2 separate regions of the Mus musculus genome follow, and region 2 is linked to region 1. The links are chromatin contacts, called in public Hi-C maps. All regions are on one chromosome and are shown on one strand. The core of a region is the stretch at or near the end of the contact, and the rest is flanking DNA. Distances in the headings are between cores, read along the strand shown.

What was found. Hi-C and Micro-C count contacts between places; a contact is called where the count stands out from the background.
Region 2: a contact with region 1 is called in a Hi-C map of myocytes, with 1.6 times the contacts expected there. The contact joins two enhancer-like sites. A contact is called at or near these places in 1 of 484 Hi-C or Micro-C datasets (myocytes) and 2 of 9 other capture datasets (adipose tissue and liver).

Annotation. Positions count from the first base shown.
Region 1 is chr5:31,633,944-31,638,545 of GRCm38.p6, forward strand. All of the region lies in intron 7 of Rbks (ribokinase), which reads right to left. All of the region lies in intron 2 of Gm38424 (a long non-coding RNA gene), which reads left to right. Among named protein-coding and RNA genes, the nearest start is that of Mrpl33, 22 kb to the left of the region's middle. Within about 2 kb of position 3,153, at least 95 of the 459 cell types and tissues checked have an H3K27ac peak or open chromatin away from gene starts, as enhancers often do. A contact at or near this core is called in myocytes, where this site is marked.
Region 2 is chr5:31,833,396-31,837,932 of GRCm38.p6, forward strand. All of the region lies in intron 6 of Babam2 (BRISC and BRCA1 A complex member 2), which reads left to right. Among named protein-coding and RNA genes, the nearest start is that of Babam2, 140 kb to the left of the region's middle. Within about 2 kb of position 2,471, at least 24 of the 459 cell types and tissues checked have an H3K27ac peak or open chromatin away from gene starts, as enhancers often do. A contact at or near this core is called in myocytes, where this site is marked.

The DNA of each region.
Region 1 (4,602 bases), core at 1,903-4,402:
TAACATGGTCAGTCTTCCTTCCTGTAGCCTTGGACAGCTTGAGGGATCTCTGACTTTCTGCTGCTTAAGAGGTGCTGTTAAGATAAATGCTCAGCTTCCTTCTGAAAAGTCAAGACTCCAGTGCACAGGTCTGAGATGGAATGCTTCAGGTGTGGACCGAACTGGGCATGAAAGCTTTGGTTTCCACATGGCACTACCCACCCTCAGGACTAGAACAGAACATCCCTGGGAAGCCATCAAGCCCAGCATGTCTGAACAAGGGTGGAGTCCCTCAGATTGGGGTGAGCCACTAATCAGGAAATGGTTTGCCTTAATGCCAGATCAACTTAGTAAGGCTGAAAGGCAGAACCCGAAACACGCCCAGCCCAGCAGGCCATTGGCTGGACAAGAAAGTGAGTTGGGGCAGGGAAATGATCTACACAGGCCCCTCTGCCTGTCCCAGACACAGTGCTCACTCACTCACAGCCCCAGTCCTGGCTGCAAAGTGAAGAAGACTCCTGCTTTCTTGTCTGCCTACTGGGTATGTTTACAGATGTGATTCAAATGAGTCTCATTACAATCCCGAGACAGGCCGGCTTCTGGTTTCCAGCTAGCTCAGACTGGTGAGGAGGCAGCTTGGATGTCTTTGGTTGAGGCTCAGCACCTGGAAAAGGCTTTGGCCTTTGCCCATAAATATTTTGAAAGTGTTTTTGGAATTCCTTCAGAATATATGGTGCCCCTTTGGGTGTCTTCAGTGGAAGCAAATGTACATCTTCTAAGCTTGGAGTTTTCCATCTTGACCCTAGAATAGCCTGGAGGGCTGGTTAAACTGGAGATCGCTGTGCTCCGTCCTCAAACCTTCCGATCCTTTAAACCTTAGGTGGGGCTTGGGATTTGCATCCTAATGAGTTCCCAGGTGGTACTGATGCTGTGGGCTGAGACACTCTCCAAAGGAATTTACTTCTGGAAACAGTGACTCATTTAAAAACCAAGTCTAGTCATTTAGGTCTAGGATCACACTGCGGAATTCCACCATTTGGTCAAAAACAATGGCAGGAAACAGGATAGAGGGCTCCATACGGATCTCTTTTGATTTGTTTTTACTTTTTTTCAGATAGAGCAGGCTAGCCTTGAACTCACTGTGACTCTCTTGCCTCTGCTCCCTGACCACCAGACGTGCTGCTGCACCAGGCTGGTTGAGGAAAACTGTGACTTTTCCTGACTGGCCTTTAGGAAAGGGAGGCTCTCCCAGATACGCTGAAGAGTCGGGAGAACATGAACACTTTGCCCAGCTTCCCACTGCGAAATGTTCATTGTCAACCTTTATTTTATTTTATTTTTTTCAGCTTCTGATAAAGAGAGCACAGAAAGGCCACGTTGTTAGGCGGTGTCAGGGAAGAGGGAAGAGTGAAGCTGAGCAGGCAGGGGGCCGTTCTCTGCTGCTAACATGAGGGGTGTAGATTGGAAGACAGGGAAAAGTCTGAGTTTTGCTATTGTGATCAGAACAGAACAGGTGAAAAGGTCAAATTTTAGATGCCAGAGACAAACATGTAACGTTTCACTTAGAGAAGAATCCCAGTAGGAGAAAAAAGAAAAAGAAAAAAGAAGAAGAAAGAAAAAACCCCACAACATATGACATTAGTGCTTGGCAGAGAGAAAGTCAATGCTTTGTGTCACAGCAGGGGAAGGGAGGCGGAGGAATGCCTAAATATTGGCTCTGTTTTAATTTCCATTCTACATTACATTAAACTCTCCCTGTACTCCTCTCTAATTTACAGTGAGCGCTGACACAGATTGGTGTGCCTCTTCTTTGACATCAGTATTTCTCTTGAATTATGTATTTCTATCTGGAACAGGGTTTCTGGGCTGAGGCTTGCTTTCATTTAGATGGGTGAGAAGGATGAATGGGAGGTCAAGTGTGAAACCAAAGGGAGCTAATGCTCCAGTGTTCTCAGGCCCAAAGAGGCCGAGGTGAGATTAAAGGGGACACTGGTCTCCCTGTTTTCACTACATTGATTATACTTCAACTACTGTGCAGCAAAAAGCTCTAGATTCTTCGCTTGTTGGTACCCTGCCTTTATTTGTAAGATAACAGGTGATAATAACAACCGTATCACTGGGATTTTATTTAAAATTGAGTCACAGCCAAGAGAAGCCCCTGCTGGATACAGTACTCTGAGAGCTCTCAGGTTTCCCCGTGTACAGGGCTGTGGTGTTCAGGTTGGCTGCCCTCTGATTGGTGACACATGGCTCCTGGATTGACAGAGGTCATTTGCTGGCTCCCCATGGGCCTGCCCGTGTATTGGGGTTCTCTTTCAGCCTCACCAGTCAGTGATGGCCTCTTTCTGGCCAGTCACACCAATTCTGGAACATCTTGATGGGGTGGTCTGAAGTAACACTTGCATCCAAAAGATCTCATATAAAATGCAGACTTATCCAATAACATACACAGCAGACAACCCTGTACCCCTTCGTGCCCCTCACCCTACTTCCAGTCCAAGCTGGAGCCCAAAGGGACACCATATATTCAGCAATCTCTGAGAACCCTTCTCTAGCTTCACTTTCTACCTGAAACTCACTCTGTGCTGGGGGTAGAAATTTGGGGAAAGCTGTTTTGCCTGTTGCCTGCAGTCTAGGAAGCCAAGGAGAAAAATGGCTTATGGAGACTGAAAATAGGCTAAGACCTCTATTTGCCCAAAAATGTCTGCGGTAAATGAATTCATTCTATAATTCAGAAAGGAGGGAAGGAATCCTGAGTGCAAGCTAAAAGAAGAAGAAAAGCCCTATTCTTCTTGCACTGTTAATCTGCTTTGTGCTTAAACAACTTTACATATCTGCGAATAAATGGCACTTAAAAACAAAGTGTCCGATAGTGACTCATTGGGCTAGAAAGACTGGCCTTGCCTTCTGTGGTCAGCAGTCTTTCTTCCTGTGACTCCAGCATTCTAGACAGAAACCAGTTACTCCAATATGACTTGGTATCCTACAGGCTTTGCTGAGACCGTCTCTGCCCAGCGCTCCTCTCCACCAGCTGCTTTCTTCTGTTTGAACTATTATCATTGTTCTCTGAGAACTGCTAAACATACGGAGCCGTTGGATTAGCACACAGCAAAGGCATCTGATAGCCTGAGCAGCAGCCGCAGGTCGCACCTCTACTCATGCACAGGGCTTAGAGTAATTAGTCATTGCACAATGTTGTATTCATGGCCTTTCTGCGCCTGAGCTGTTAGGCCACAAGCTCTGCAGCAGTTGCTGTTAGGAGAGGGTTTCTTTCTGGGTTATTTATAATGTCCCCACTTCCTCACAGTGACTGCCTCACCCCCTGCTCTTGAGCCAGGTCTACACTGTGAGGACAGTGAAGGGACTGGGCAAAATTGTTTGCAGACTCTAGCTATGCTGAAAGGTGGAGCGGGTGATTCACTGCCAATGGCTTGAACCTGGTCTGTCTACACAACCCAAATCCAGCATGCCCTGCCTCACAGTCTCTGACAGGAATGGTTATATGGAGCCTGTTTCAGTCAGAAGGGAGCTGGTCTCTAAAGTATGCATTAGAGGGAAACTACCTGAGTATTGTGCTGGGAGGTATTTGAACGATGGATATTTATTACTCATTATTTATATGCATTCTATGCTATTCATTTTTAGTATATTTATTATTACATTCCAGCAGGTATTTAAGTGAAGGTAGGTTTCTGTTCTCAGTGCCTGTCTGCTGAAGAGAGAATTACCAGAAGGCAGGTACACAAGCCTACGAAAGACACACGCAGCCACTTGTGTTTGGAGTTTGGTTGTTACACTTCTGCCTCTATTACCATGGCTGGGTTTACTCTGTGGGAACTGGCTTCAGTCATAAGGTGAATCAGGATCCCAAAACATTTGAAAACCACAGAGACCAACGGAATGAAGTTTGTTTTTCCCACAAAATGTCCATCTTGTTGTCCTCTGCCACCCACAGGTGGAGTAAGCTGGCCTGTGAGCCCTAAGGCTTTGCCTGCTTCTGCCTTCCTAGGACTAGCATTGCAAACACACACTTGGCTTTTAAAGTATACATTGGTGAGAACCACTTTCCAGATCTCCCTGGTCCCTGTTGTTTGATTTCTTAAGGGCAGCTGTTCAGACTGGGGACAAATGGAAGTTCTCACCTCCCCCACAACTAGGGTTTCTTTGTGTAGCCCTGGCTGTCCTGAATCCCACTCTATAGACCAGGCTGGCCTTGAACTCAGAGATTAGTCTGCCTCTGCCTCCCAAATGCTGGGATTAAAGGCGTGCACCACTATCTCCTGGGTCAAATGGAATTTCAATACAGGTTTTTTGTTTGCTTGCTTGCTTCAGGGTCTTATATAGCTTAGGCTGGCCTTGAACTCAATACGTAGCTGAGGCTGACCTTAAACTCCTAATCCTCCTACTTCTACTCCCCAAATGCTGGGATTACAGGTCTATGGCACCATACCTAACTAAAAATCTGGTATGGTATCATGTGACCACAATCCCTGCAATCCTGTCCTCGGAGATGATGAGGGTAGGAGAATCTTGAGACCCACTGTAGTACATTATGTAAACACACTCATACACATACACACCTCTTTGTTTATACCATTAACAGTATCGTTGCACAGAGTACAA
Region 2 (4,537 bases), core at 1,221-3,720, 200 kb after region 1:
ATACTAAAAGTGCATCGTCTTTTTCCTATTGTTTTCCTAAAACCTACACTTTGTAATGAAAGAAAAGATTCTAATTTTCCTACTAAATTTTTTCATTAATTCAATATGAAGTATTCAAATTCCTCCTCTCTCCTGTCTCCAAGAGGATGCTTCCCCACACCAAACCTCCTGCCTCCCTGGGCCTCAAGTCTCTCCAGGATTAGGCACATCTTCTCCCACTGAGGACAGGCCAGGCATTTTCATTTCTGATTTTGTTAATTTGGATACTGTTTCTGTGTATCCAAGATACACAGGCTAAGGGTTTATCTAGCTTGTTGATTTTCTCAAAGAGCCAGCTTTTTTGTTTTTGTTGATTTTTTTTTTTTAATCATTTTCTTTGTTTCCAATTGGTTGATTTCTGGCCTGAGTTTGATTATTTCCTGCCATCTACTCCTCTTGGTTGTGTTTGCTTCTTTTTATTCTAGAACTTTCAGGTGTGCTTTTAAGTTGCTAGTGTAGGATCTCTCCAATTTCTTTCTTTTTTTTTTTTTTTGGTTTTTCGAGACACGGTTTCTCTGTGTAGCTCTGGCTATCCTGGAACTCACTCTGTAGACCAGGCTGGCCTGGAACTCAGAAATCCGCCTGCCTCTGCTTCCCAAGTGCTGGGATTAAAGGCGTGCGCCGCCCGGCCCAATTTTTTTATGAGTGCACTTAGTTCAATGAGTTTTCCTCTTAGCACTGCTTTCATTGTGTCCCATAAGTTTGGCTATGCTGTTTCTTTGTGTTCATTAAATTCTAGAAAGTCTTTAATTTCTTTCTTTATTTTTTTCCTGACCAAGTTATTATTGAGTAGGGAGTTGTTCAGTTTCCATGGGTATGTGAACTTTCTGTTGATTTTGTTACTTTTGAAGTCTAGCCTTAGTCCGTGGTAATCTGATAGAATGAATGGGGTTATTTCAAACTTATTGTATCTGTTGAGGCCTGTTTTGTGACCAATTATATGGTCAATTTTGGAGAAGATGCCATAAGGTGCTGAGAAGAAGGTATATCCTTTTGTTTTAGGGTGAATTGTTCTGTAGATATTTGTTAAATCCACTTGGTTTATAACCTCTATTAGTTTTAGTGTGTCTGTTTAGTTTCTGTTTCAGTGACCTATCTATTGGTGAGAGTGGGGTATTGAAGTCTCCCACTATTATTGTGTGAAGTTCAATGTGTGGTTTGAGCTTTAGTAAAGTTTCTTTTATGAATGTGGGTGCCCTTCCATTTGGGGCATAAATGTTCAGAATTGAGACTTTTTCTTGGTGAATTTTTCCTTTGATGAATATGAAGTGCAGTTTGCTTGGAAAACTTTTTTTCAGCCTTTTACTCTGAGGTAATGTCTGTCTTTGTCATTGAGGTGTGTTTCTTGCATGCAGCAAATTGCTGGATCCTGTTTACATATCCAGTTTGTTATCTTCTGTCTGTTTTTTGGGGAATTGAGTCCGTTAATGTTGAGAGATATTAGAACCAGGTGATTATTACTTCCTGTTATATTTTTTGGGGGTGGTATTATGTGTGTGTGATTCTCTCCTTTTGGGTTTGTTGTGAGATGATTTAATTTCTTGTTTTTTTTCTCCCTTTGATGTAGATACCCTCCTTGTGTTGGCGTTTTCTTTCTAGAATCCTTTGTAGGGCTAGATTAATAGATACATATTATCTAAATGTGGTTTTGATATAGAATATTTTGGTTTCTCCATCTATGATGATTGAGAGTTTTGCTGGTTATAGTAACCTGGGCTGGCATTTGTGTTCTCTTAGCAGACTGTATCTTTATACAGACTGTAGTCAAACTCCTATTGGTGGGAATCTCTTTCATAATATCCTAGGAAACTCAATTGTCACTGGACTGTAGGCCTAAGTAGCAATTATTTCCTGCTGGTAGTGTGTCTTAGTTACTATTGCTATGATGAAACACCACTATCAAAAGCAACTTAGGAAGGAAAGTGCTTATTTGAGTTATGTATATTAAATCATACATACATAGTTGAGGGAAGCCAAGGTTGGAACTCAAACAGGACAGGAACCTGCAGGACAGGAACCATGATGCCTAGGCCATGGAGGTTTCTGATTGCTGGCTTGCTTGTCATGGCTTTCTCAGCCTGCTTTTGTTTTGGAACCCAGGACCATCAACCCAGCAAGGGCACAACCCACAATGGGCTGGGACCTCTCCAACCAATCACTATTTAAGAAAATGCCTCACAGGCTTGTCTTCAGCCCAATCTTCTGGAAACTTTTTTTCAGTTGAGACTCTTTCCTCTTTGATAATTCTAGCTTGTATCAAGTTGACATAAACCTAGCCAGCTTATAGTGCATATGATAAACATAACCTTGCAAAAAATATCAGCAGCCCTTTTCTTTGGATAAGAAAATGTCATGCAGTCTACATAGTTGTGGAGTGTCTCTCCACAGGATATGGTCAAGCCAGGCCTGAAGCAGAGCCAAAACCGATTTACTGTGAAGTATGCAGACCTCTGGTTTCTGCAGTAATCTTACTGGCTTCATTTTATGTGATACAGTGAGATTATTCATCCCAATGGAATGCTTGCTGAAATTTTGTTCCCCTGTGGAATCTGAGTCCTGATACTATGAAAATGAACTGCAGGCGAGAAAGCCAAATCATTCACCTGTCAGGAGACAAAGTGGTCATCTTCCTTCTAAAGCCACCCACTGTGGCTGTCTAATCTATCAGGATGCACAGGGAAAAACACAGCTCACTCTGCCAAGTAGAGTCAGAAAGCAGGCATGAAGGTGAGCCTATCAAGATATGTTTAGGAAGCTAAGGCAGGCAGAGAGTTGCAGTGAATGTCCTAGCATACAGTGGTTCAGGCAGCTCACTAACCGAGAGGCAGTATCGAAGCCTCCCTATTGCTGCCACTGTCTGATTGTTACAGGAGCAGCTTTCTCAGCAGCACCTGACTGTCACTAATAGGCTAAGCACTTGCTACCACCCTTCTTTCAGTCAGGCCTGGTTTAGCAGATGCTTTCGGGGCCAGGCAGGGTCTGAGAGATAGTTGCTCTGGCTTGGTGTTCTGTAGCAGGATATGGGAGAACGGTAATGAACCTGCAAGCCCGTGCTTCATGTAGCGCAGCAGCTGCTGTACAGCTAGAGTAGTTTTCCCTGTGACAGTAGGGCCTGATGTGCCAGATATGCAGATGCTTGTATAAGGAGCCCAGAAGCTCAGTTTTAAATTTATGAATATGAAAAATGCCTGTCTTTTTAAGGGATGGCAAAGATAATTATTTTTACTCTTACTTATATATTTGAAGTGTGAGTATGTGTGTGTTCATGTCAAGTCATATATGTGGAGGGTGGTCAGCAGAAAACTTGCAGAAGTCATTTTCCTCCCTTTGACATGTGGGTTCCTGGGATTGAACTCAGGTCATCAGGCAAGCCCTGTCACCCCCTGAGCCATTTCTCTAGTCTGATAAATATATTTTTTAAAACCCATGCATAGGCCAAAACAAGAGTATCTCTTCCTGTCAATCATGACCTGTGGATTGTGATAACCAGGAGCAATGCAAAGCTGTTTTTCCCTTGGCTTGATTTGTATATTCAGTTTGTGATGTAATGGCCCAAAGATGAGGGACTTTGAATTAGGGTTTTAGTCAATATCTGAGCCCCACAGTGTCCTGTGCTGTTATGATCTCTGCAGTAGAACCTCCCAAATAGGTAGCATTTGCTTTTGGTGTTCAGTCTATAGAGAATACCTCAGTATTGACTTAGAGTCAGATGGTATTAGGATTAGGAATCTTCCCCCCAAATTTAAGTGCTAGTCATTGTCCTCTAGTACTGCATAATATAATTGATCATACAGTATTAATATACAAATATTAATTGGAAATAATTAAGTGCTAACTGGGAATCTAACTATATAGTAAACTTTAAAAAATGCATAGATGATATGGGAATGGCACAGAAAACTCTAATCTGTAAATTAATATTGGTTGACAATATTAATTTTAGGAGTAGGTAAGAATCCAAAGATTCTTGAGAATTGTTCTCTCAGAAGATTAGTGAGGAGCAATGCTGGGAAGGTGAATTAAAAGCATTCTGATGATAGGGCATTCTCTCAGACCTCATTAAAAAGGCGCTCATCCCGTGTGCTGCGTTAGCATGGAGTAGCGTCTGAGTTTATTTCTTTGGCCCTATTTCCGCCTGTGTCTGGTCCCTCTTCGGCACCATTGCTAGCATCATCTGTTTAACTTCCTCTTGAAAACAGTGGTAGCTCCTTGTTGGTCAATCCTCCTAAAGCCTGCTCTCCTATGCAGTGCTAATTTCATGGCTCAGTAGTGTGAGCTTTAAAATCTGAGATAGGCGTCTTTCTAACCGTCCTGCCAGGGGCTGGGAGGAGTTCCAGTGGTGCCATCTTCCCAGATCAGGAGTCTGTTCTCTTCAACTTTTTTTTTTTTGAAGCACTCACTTGACTAGTTTAAGAATAATAAGAAGCTCGGAGTGGTTCAAGTTGTCAGTAAGAGGAAAGACCCTAAGATGGTGGTTCTCCACCCTCCTGATGCTGTT